Regions from separate parts of the Sus scrofa genome. Here region 2 is linked to region 1. Evidence: chromatin contacts called from public Hi-C data. All regions are on one chromosome and are shown on one strand. Each heading gives the region's core, a stretch centred on a gene start, on an enhancer-like site or on the middle of the called end of the contact. The rest is flanking DNA. Distances are from core to core; before and after follow the strand shown. Region 1 overlaps LOC106504205 (a long non-coding RNA gene). Region 2 overlaps LOC102164776.

Region 1 (4,605 bases), core at 1,503-4,002:
AAAGATTATCTTGCCATTGATTTCCCCTAAAAGGCCAAAGGAAAGCAAAAAAGAAAAAAAAAATTTTTCATGAGGCCAAAATCTAAGTAGTTGGCTTGACATTCCTCAGCCTGAGATACTTGGAGCTGGTGTGGGTTTGAGGTATAAAATCTGCAAGAATACTCCTTTTGAGACCACTTGAACTACAGATTGCCTGTACCAGACACTGCTCCCGAGTGGGTCAAAGTCTCATTGCTTTAGGAAAGGGGCATTGCTAACCAAACTTGTAACGCAGCTTCCTCTTCCTCGTCTTCCTAGGAAGAACAGCAAGGAGTATTTTTGTCACTTGATGAGGGACTCTTGCCAAGAAAAGTTAGTTCATGTCTAAAGCACATTTAGAGTTTATGGGCTGGAGGAGACAGACTCTTACCATCCGGCTTTCTCATGAGGGGTACACCAGCCCCGAAGGATGCATCTTTAGAAACTGTGTTCTGAGCTGATATAATTGGAATTACTCCAGCCTAGTGAAGACCATCCCATATTTGGGACCGAATTCAGTGGTGGTGTCTAAGCTCAGGACATGCATGTCAAAGGACAGATTGCATGCCATCCTATTCCCCTTGCCTCGGATGAGGACCAGCATAGAAGCTGGCCCACCTGGGACACCACTTCTACCTACTTCACTAGTCTTTCCTGAGGCAAAAGAAGGAATTATCTTTTTATTAGAAGATGTTATGAAACCCTGGAGCCTTTAGGTCAAATGGTCGTGGACTACTTCTAGCTTCTCAACCTCCTTTTCTGAAATGAGGGCATCTGAGCTGGGTTGCTTATCTCAGATCTGGACTTTCCCATACCCTCTAGAGTGTAAGAGCCCTCTCTCCCTGCACATAGCTCAGAACAGTTCATGGCCATGTTACCCTGGATATGTAATCACTTGATGTTACCTCCTAATCCCCAGAGCAGTGAGATTTCAGAGTTCTTCTGGCTTCAAACAGAAATGAAACACCTTTGGAACTCTTAGAATGGACAAAACAAACCAATTGGCTATTTTTCAGAAACACAAAACATGAGTATAGGTGGGACCTTCACCCGGTATAGTCATGGACAATGGGCTGCAATTGACCATTTATTAAATGCTACTTTTATGTGGCATTTTACTGAGTATTATTTCAAGGGTTATTTTGACATGAATCCCACTCTCTCCAAAAGTTACTATCAAGATCCCACTTACATTAGTGTAAAAGTTAATTTCAAATCTCCTTGGTGAGCTCCTGCCATGTGCCAGGCGCTGTGCTGGGTACTGGGAATAGAAAAGTTACCACAACAAAGCCTTTGTCTTCATTCGCCTTAGAGTTTGGAGGTGGAGACAGCATAATATTTAATTAGGGCCAGTACCACAGCATCTTCTATCCTCTCACTAAGGAAGTCACACCACTTACTATAAGGCCTGACATATCGTCAAGGACTCAGTAAATATTTATTGGATAAAATGAATTTAGGTGAAAAAAAGGAATAAATGCTGAGCGAAAGTATAGGGTGCTATGCAAAATACAAAGAAGGAGAAACTTGACTAGTTGGCGAGGACTCACTACAGAAAGTATCGTTTACACTGAGCCAAGCAATGAAAGAAAAGAATGATGAAAACACCAGGCTTATGGTGTCAGACCTACATTCAAATCCTAGCTGTGTCACTCATGAGCCTGGCAAGTCTAGCTACTCCAAACCTCATTCTTTGCATCCATAAAATACTGAGGGCCGCAGTATTAGTATTAGGGCCACACCCGAGGCATATGGAGGTTCCCAGGCTAGGGATCTAATTGGAGCTGTAGCTGCCAGCCTACACCACAGCCACAGCAATGTGGGATCTGAGCTGTGACCTATACACCACAGCTCATGGCAATGTCGGATCCTTAACCCACTGAGCAAGGCCAGGCATCAAACCCTTGTCCTCATGGATACAAGTCAGGTTCATTAACACTTGAGCCACAACAGGAACTCCTGGCTTCAGCTCTTTTTAGGTGCGTTTTCAGGAAGTGCCCTGCGATGACCAGGATCGCTGGCTGTGTAAACGTGGATAGAAAAGGGTGGTACTGGGGGAGACACCAGCGGCAGCTTTTGAATTTTCAATCCAAGACATGAGATAGGACTATATTTTGATATGGAAAAAAAATGTCCAATGAGAGGGCCCCCCAAAAAGGACATGGTGGTGGCCAGAGGAGAGAGAAACTAGGACATAAAAAGATTTTAGGCACAAAACTTGAGGGCAGAGAGAACTAGAGGTGTTTAAAAAACAATGATGGGGGAGGGAAAGCCATTGATTGGGCCTTTGAAACCCCGCCAAGAACCAAGAGCTGGGGCAGTGGCAGAGGGGAAGGCCAGGTAGGGCAATTCAAGCGGAAATCTGGCTCCCTCCAGCTCAGCATGGAGCAGGCCTAGAGAATTTGCTGCAGTGGGAGGTGGGGCCAGTCTGGCACAGTCTGTGGGTTTGAAAGGAGCTGGGCGGGTTGGAGAATGCCAGTCAGCTTTTGTCGTTCTGAGCTCAGAGAGGGGGTGACAAATACTGGGCTTCAGGTCAGAAGCCTGGCTTGGGTGGCTTTTGGAGAAAATTTCCCTCTGCTCCCAAACTCTGAACATGCAGTCCTCACACCACAGGCCTCCGATCACAGCTTCAGCACCTGTCTCAGAGGCCATTCTCCAGGAAGGGTTTCAGCAGTGGTACCTATTGGCTGTCTTACGGCGCCCCTTTCCTTTCCTATGCCCTAGAGACCATGAACTGGGCTGAGTACAGCATCTTTGCATACCTTCCCTCACCACCCCCCATGCTTCACATCTCCCAGACTCCTGGGGTTAATCCCCAAGACAACCTTGCTTTGAAAGAAAAAATGTGGTGAGCCTACTTGAAGATTTGGAGCCCAGAAGTCTCTTGTCTGTCCTGCCTCAGCCAGACCCCAGACACCAGGCTCAAGGAGGTGGACGTTCACAGAGAAAGCAGCAGTAAGTTCTTGCTGTTGTTTGTTTTCAAGGCTTGGTTGCTCTTCAGAATTAGAACCCCCGAAAGCATAGGTCTTTCTTTTTCTTTTTTTTTTTTTTTTCCTTTTCTTTCCCCTCTCTTTTTTTCCTCAGCAAAAATTTATAATATATCTCCTTCCCCTCCTGGGGGTGAGTCATAAAAGCAATTGAATTAGAAAGCACTCCTTCGTCGCCTCTCATAGCCTGCGTTAAAGATATCTGAAGTTGATCTGTGTGCGCCTCTTCTCCACATGGTCATATTTGAACTGTGTCTGCATTTGTGAAAATAAATTGTACTGATGGTGGTTCTCCAGAATAAACACTAAATAACTGGCTGATTGATTGTAATTATGATGAATTTGTCCCAGGACTGGCAGGGACGTCTTCGTTGGGGAGTTTTGTGCCTATTTGCTGCTCATCAAAGGCAAGGATAGACAGACTTCGGAACAAGGGTGTGGTCTCGCTGATTCAGCTTCCTTCCCAGCCCATCTCGACTCCCGCCTTCTGCTCCTCCTCCTCTCACCCCACTCCTCTGATCCATCCTGAGGCGGCTGTCAGGGCAACAGCATCTACCTGTCTTTTTTCTCACTGCCTGTGTTAGACTCGGTCAGGTCAGAGACCACTCCCCGTAATCAAACTCATCACATTTGTGATCTCAGCATATTTTCCATCCAATCAAAATCTCCCTCAGCTTCCCCTACCCTGGGATTATTAGTCAACAAAGTAATAACAATAATAATACTGCATTTAGAAGCTCCTTAGCATATTTCATCTCTGAATGTCTTACAGATGTTAACTAGTTAATCTTCATGACACTCTATCCAGGAGCAGTAAATATTATTAACCATGATAGAACATATATATATATATATATATATATATATATATATATATATATATCTGCGCTAAGGACAGCAAAATAGTTCACTTATTTATCACGGCTCACTTGATATAGTAACTGGTATTTTTTAAACACCCATCATAGATACAATAATTAGAGATGTGCTTTTGTTAACAAAACCACTACCCACTTCTAGCGTACCCCTGGGTACTAAATAATTACCCACTTTGTGTGGTTATCTAGCTCACTAATTACCCACAGAAATTGGGGTCAGGTGTTAACTGCTTGAAATAAGTATCCTCCAAAGACATCGCTGAGTTGTATAGAGAAAATGATGTGTTCATAGCAAAACTTTTATAAGTTACATATTTGTATGTCTTAGTAAGCAGAGTGCATACAGATGGGGACAGACTAGCTTCGCATGTGAAAAATCATGCTGAGCCATTCTTGCCAATATATAAAGGTTTAGGAGGGTCTCTGGAAATTTCCTTCTCTGTCTACCTTTCCTCCTTGAAGATGAGTGCAATCTGATTCCCATAATCTGGACCTCATGTAGGAGTACGCTAAGACAATTGATGTTTCTCGTTAGGAATGATTCATTTTGGTGTTACAGGGAGGCACCCAGTGAGTCAAAGATTTTTTTTGACAGCTCCACCCTTTATGATTATTCTAGCATGTTTCTTTTTCTCCATCAGTCTAGTGCAAACACCCTATTAGCCAAATTTGAAAAAGATTCTAACCTAGTCTCTGGCCCCTGCCAACCATCTCTTTCTCCT
Region 2 (4,377 bases), core at 1,116-3,615, 97 kb before region 1:
GTGAAGACATGGGCGGGCGGAGTCCACTGTGACATGGTTGCCGTGAGGTTTCCCCAGGGAGCAACTGGGCATTTGTCCAGTGGCCAGTGGGGGTAGCTGAACTTGCTGTACTTTTCTGGCTGAGAAACAAAGAGGGAGCAACAGTGGTCTGTGAGCTGGGTAAACTTGCCCCTGTAACCTATCATGATGAGTAATGATGGCCTTGACCTGGGGTGAGTGGGATCGTGTGATCCCATTGCCACTGCTCTGTCCCCACTCTTAATGGTGACGAAATCTCACACTCGGCTTCCTGTCAGTTAGCAGGGCTCTCTGCACACAGAAGCCGGGAGAATTCCATAAAGAACTGAGAAGGAGAAACAGAAAACACCTCGGCAACATCCTGCAGGACCCCATAGTGCTGGGTGACATTTAGCGTTCAAAATGACCTTCCGCCCTCACTCTTCTTGTCACCATTTTCCAGCTCAGAATTCCAAGGTGCTAATGCCAGATGTCCTCGGCCTTCCCAGGGAAAAAGGAAACAAGTGGCTACTGAGTTCTGGGTGCATTGCTGTCACACCTCTTGCAGACAGTAGGCACTGGGGAGTGTGGCGAAGATGGCGTCTTCTTGGCCGTCCCCATGAGAGAAGGTAGTATGGGACCATAGGGCTTGTCTCACTGGCATCTCCCTGTGGGCCTCTCAGATAACCTGGCAGCATATTCTTTTACCTTGGCTCCAGGACAAGAAAGGATACTCTTTCAATAAGCAAAGCCCGATGACTAAAGCTGTTTCTGTAAAAGCAGGGCCCAGGGGGTTTCCTCTTCTGATCCAGGTTGGTCTCTGGCCAAGGACCCGTGAAATCCCCTGAAGATGAGCAGCTCTGGAGGGTCAGGCTGTAGTCTTAGTTATGAGCAGGAAATGGGACTCTTCTCACAACCCGATTTGGTTTCCCACATGGCGGCTACTTCTGGCCTAAGATGTCCTTTCTTTTCTTGGTTCGAAATGCCAATGCCCACCATTCATTAGTTGCTCCAGGAAAACCAAGCATCCCTGTCGTTAGGTCAGGTGAACTTCAGTTTGTAAATTTTCCTCTAAAGCATGCAGGTGGGGTTACCTCTGATTGGCAGGTCCCCTCGGTGGCTGGAAACTGCTGGAGAGCTTCTGGATCAAAGGGCGAAGCGGGCCCTTGGATGAGCCCATTCTGAGAAGGCTTGTTGCTATCAGCCCTCTTGCTCATAATGCCAGGCTTTTTGATCAAGTCATAGAAGCCAGCTTAGGTTCCTAGAATTTATTAACCCAGCTGCCGATGAGCCATGCCCTGATTTCTTTGTCTTCTTAGTTAAAAATAGCAGGTTTGACCCCGGGGAACTCTGCGGTTTGCACCCGAGTGGGAAAGCTCAGCACTGGATGACAGCTCTAGGTATCTCTGGGTGTGTGCGGATCATCCTGCCCCGCGTGAAGGGGTTCACATTTCCCTCTGCAAGAGACCTTGTTTGCCCCGTGTGAAGAATACCCAGACTCCAAGCATGAACTTGCAGCGCTGTGGCCTTAGCCGTGCTTTGATGCCAAGGATTGAGGACACGCTTCTATGAGCCTTTTCTTGTTACTGCAAGGCTGTCGGGCGAACCTCAGCCCAGCATCTCTCAGAATAGTCAGTCCTCAATGATCGGCACATGGCTCACATGCTTTGCAAACGATTCACGCATAATTTTGAATTCCAGACTGGCCGTGCGGCTGCTCGACAAGGTCCTGTTAAGATACCCGTCTATGTTTTTGCCTCAGCCGGGGCTACCTGGGGACGTTATACATTCTGATGATGGAGTGATAGGAAATCAACGGGGAGAGACATACTGAAAAGTCATCATTTGGAGGAAGCCCTTAGGGAAGTGGGTTATGTCTGCCCAAACATCACTTCATGGTTACTAAAAAAAAAAAAAAAAAAAAAAAAAAAAAAAAAAAAAAAATCAACCCATCTATAGTCTGACTGCACCTCTTCCCAAAGCCACAGCTGATAAGAATGTAATTGCAGATATTGAATCCTGAACCAAGTGGAAGTTCAGGAATGAGGATATTGAGACCTACAACTTCTTCTGTCAACATGGGACCCCATGGGTCCTTACACTAGAAGTTTCCCGAGCCCTTTCTTCAGACCGTCTTCAAGGGAGCCGACTCCAAGCCATCTTGTCCATCCTCGTAAATGGAATGAAACCAAATCAAACAACCCAAGCAAAAGTTGGTTGTGCTTCATCCCCCACTTTGGTAAAAGCCTCCGGTGCCTGCTCCACCTTAAAAGTGGAGCGTGCACTTTTTGTGCACAGAGCCTGCATGGAGCGGCCCCCTGCTCTTTTCAGGGAGGGAATGTAAGCAGATCCCCAAAGAAACTGCTTGGCTCAGCACTCTTGGGGCCTGTTGTGATTGGCCTGGCCTGAAAGAATGCAGCAAGCTGTACCTGTGCCAGGGAAAATGCAAATGCTTCCCTGAAACCAGGGTTTAGGGTGGACAGGCTCATCTGGAACCCAAGTAGAAAAGCAAAGCAAACAGAATATTGGCGAGATTAGAGGGGCTCCTTAGAGATGGTTTTCGCCCGTGGCTGTGGGCCACATGGGCCAAATTGGTCACCAGGCAGGGTGAGGGGGGTGTCTCAAGGGGAAGGAACTCAGGCAGAAGGCTTCCTCCTTCCGCTGTGAGCCTTGGGATTTCCCTGACAACTGAAGCCAGTTTCTGGCCCAGACTGGCTCCTTCCCAACTGCCCTTGAAGTCCTTCGCTGGGCTCTGGACCCTGAAAGGCTGACAGGGATGCTCTCTGCCGGCCTCAGGCCAGGGAGGAACTTGCCATGGCCTGACTCCTCCTGCCTCTCTGTGGCTTCTCCCATCTCTTTTCTGTGAGAAATGTAAAAACCAGGAACCCTCTTTTGTGTGTCATCTTTCTCTGCAGCATCCTATTATTCGTGGTAGCAGTTTTCATTTGGCTGCTGTCTGCTCCCCTCCCTATTTATGACCTCCATGTGGATGGGCTGGGTGATCCCAACAGTATAGCTCGTGCTAACCATGACCCTCAGCCGTGGTAGTTACAAAATCAGTGGTTGTTGATTGACTGATAGTCCTTAAGACCACTGCGGGACATTCTTTAGCAGGATTTTTTTTTTTTTTTTTTTTTTACTGATACTCTGATTTCTCTTTATTACATGTCTGAGCACATAGGAGGTGGTCCATCAACACTTGGCAGATTCAAATTTTTCTGATGGATTAACGATCTTTTGTAGCCAGGAAGAAGCTAAGTCTTCAGCCACATTTAGCTTCCTCTCCGTGTCTTTCCACTCAGGAGATCTTTCGGGGCTTTATCTCTTCCTTCCCCTCAACATGTACCCTTATCCCCTCTCACCATCTCTCGAGACCCCAGGCAGGTTTTTGGAAACATCCAAGCTGCCTTGGATCCTCCCGAGGGCTCTCTCCTCACTGCTCCTTCCGTCTGAATTCCCTTTTCCTTTTTCTCCATCCGGAAACTCTGGGTCTTTTCCCTCCTCCCCTTAAGCCCCCCTATTCTCTCTGCTCAATCAGAGGTCCATTCTTGAATACTCCATTTCTCTTGTCTGCCACCCTTGCCTGCTTGGCACTTGTTTTAACAACTCTGCCCTGGCCTCCATTGGGCAAATCGGACACCACACACCACCCCGCAAAGCTCAGAGCTTTCTTGTTTCCTTATTAGTAACTTTCACCTTTTTAACTTCTCCTGCCTCTATCCTTCTACATACCCAAGAATTTTACCTATGCTCTTTACCAGTACCGTTGTGTTGTAAGTCGTGGCCACTAACACTGGATGTGGTAGTTTAAAAAATTACCATAATCTGACTTCTTATAATCTTATTAATTTTAGCTTCTGTCTTTATACTCTGATGTAGTACTTAGTAAAGATACCATTTCTCTTTTCGTTTGTTTCCATGTCTTGCTGATGCATTTTACATGTGTGTATTTTTGCTAAATTCCCTCTTAGAATGGTCAACGGTGAGATCAGCTTTGGAGCCAGCACAAAAACGGGAGATAAGGAGGGAATTCAGACATGGGGCGGGGCGGATCTTCAACACGATGGCTTCGAAGCTTTTTTTTTTTTTTCTTTTTTCTTTTTACAGCTTCACCTATAGCATAGGGAAGTTCCCAGGCCAGGGGTCAGATCAGAGCTGCAGCTTCAGCCTATACTACAGCCATGGCAACATCAGATCTGAACCACACCTGCAACCTGCACTGCAGCTTGTGGCAATGCCGGATCCTTAACCCACTGAGCGAGTCCAGGGATTGAACCCACATCCTCATGGATACTGTTGGGTTCTTAACCCATGGAGCCACAAGGGGAACTCTTAAGCATCTTTTTAAAAACAACCTGAGAGTCTCCCTAAAGTGATTAG

The links. Hi-C and Micro-C count contacts between places; a contact is called where the count stands out from the background.
Region 2: a Hi-C map of omental adipose tissue shows a contact between it and region 1, with 1.8 times the contacts expected there. The contact joins two enhancer-like sites. A contact is called at or near these places in 15 of 47 Hi-C or Micro-C datasets (adipocytes, brain, embryonic fibroblasts and 8 more) and 1 of 2 datasets of contacts at active chromatin or transcription factors (skeletal muscle).

What each region holds. Positions count from the first base shown.
Region 1 is chr9:49,113,143-49,117,747 of Sscrofa11.1, reverse strand. LOC106504205 (a long non-coding RNA gene) reads left to right here. Exons shown (of 2, transcript XR_002335697.1): 1 at 1-4,605. Among named protein-coding and RNA genes, the nearest start is that of MIR125B-1, 5.9 kb to the right of the region's middle. Within about 2 kb of position 2,752, at least 13 of the 83 cell types and tissues checked have an H3K27ac peak or open chromatin away from gene starts, as enhancers often do. A contact at or near this core is called in omental adipose tissue, where this site is marked.
Region 2 is chr9:49,209,584-49,213,960 of Sscrofa11.1, reverse strand. The region is part of intron 3 of LOC102164776; the gene reads left to right. Among named protein-coding and RNA genes, the nearest start is that of MIR100, 54 kb to the right of the region's middle. Within about 2 kb of position 2,365, at least 7 of the 83 cell types and tissues checked have an H3K27ac peak or open chromatin away from gene starts, as enhancers often do. A contact at or near this core is called in omental adipose tissue, where this site is marked.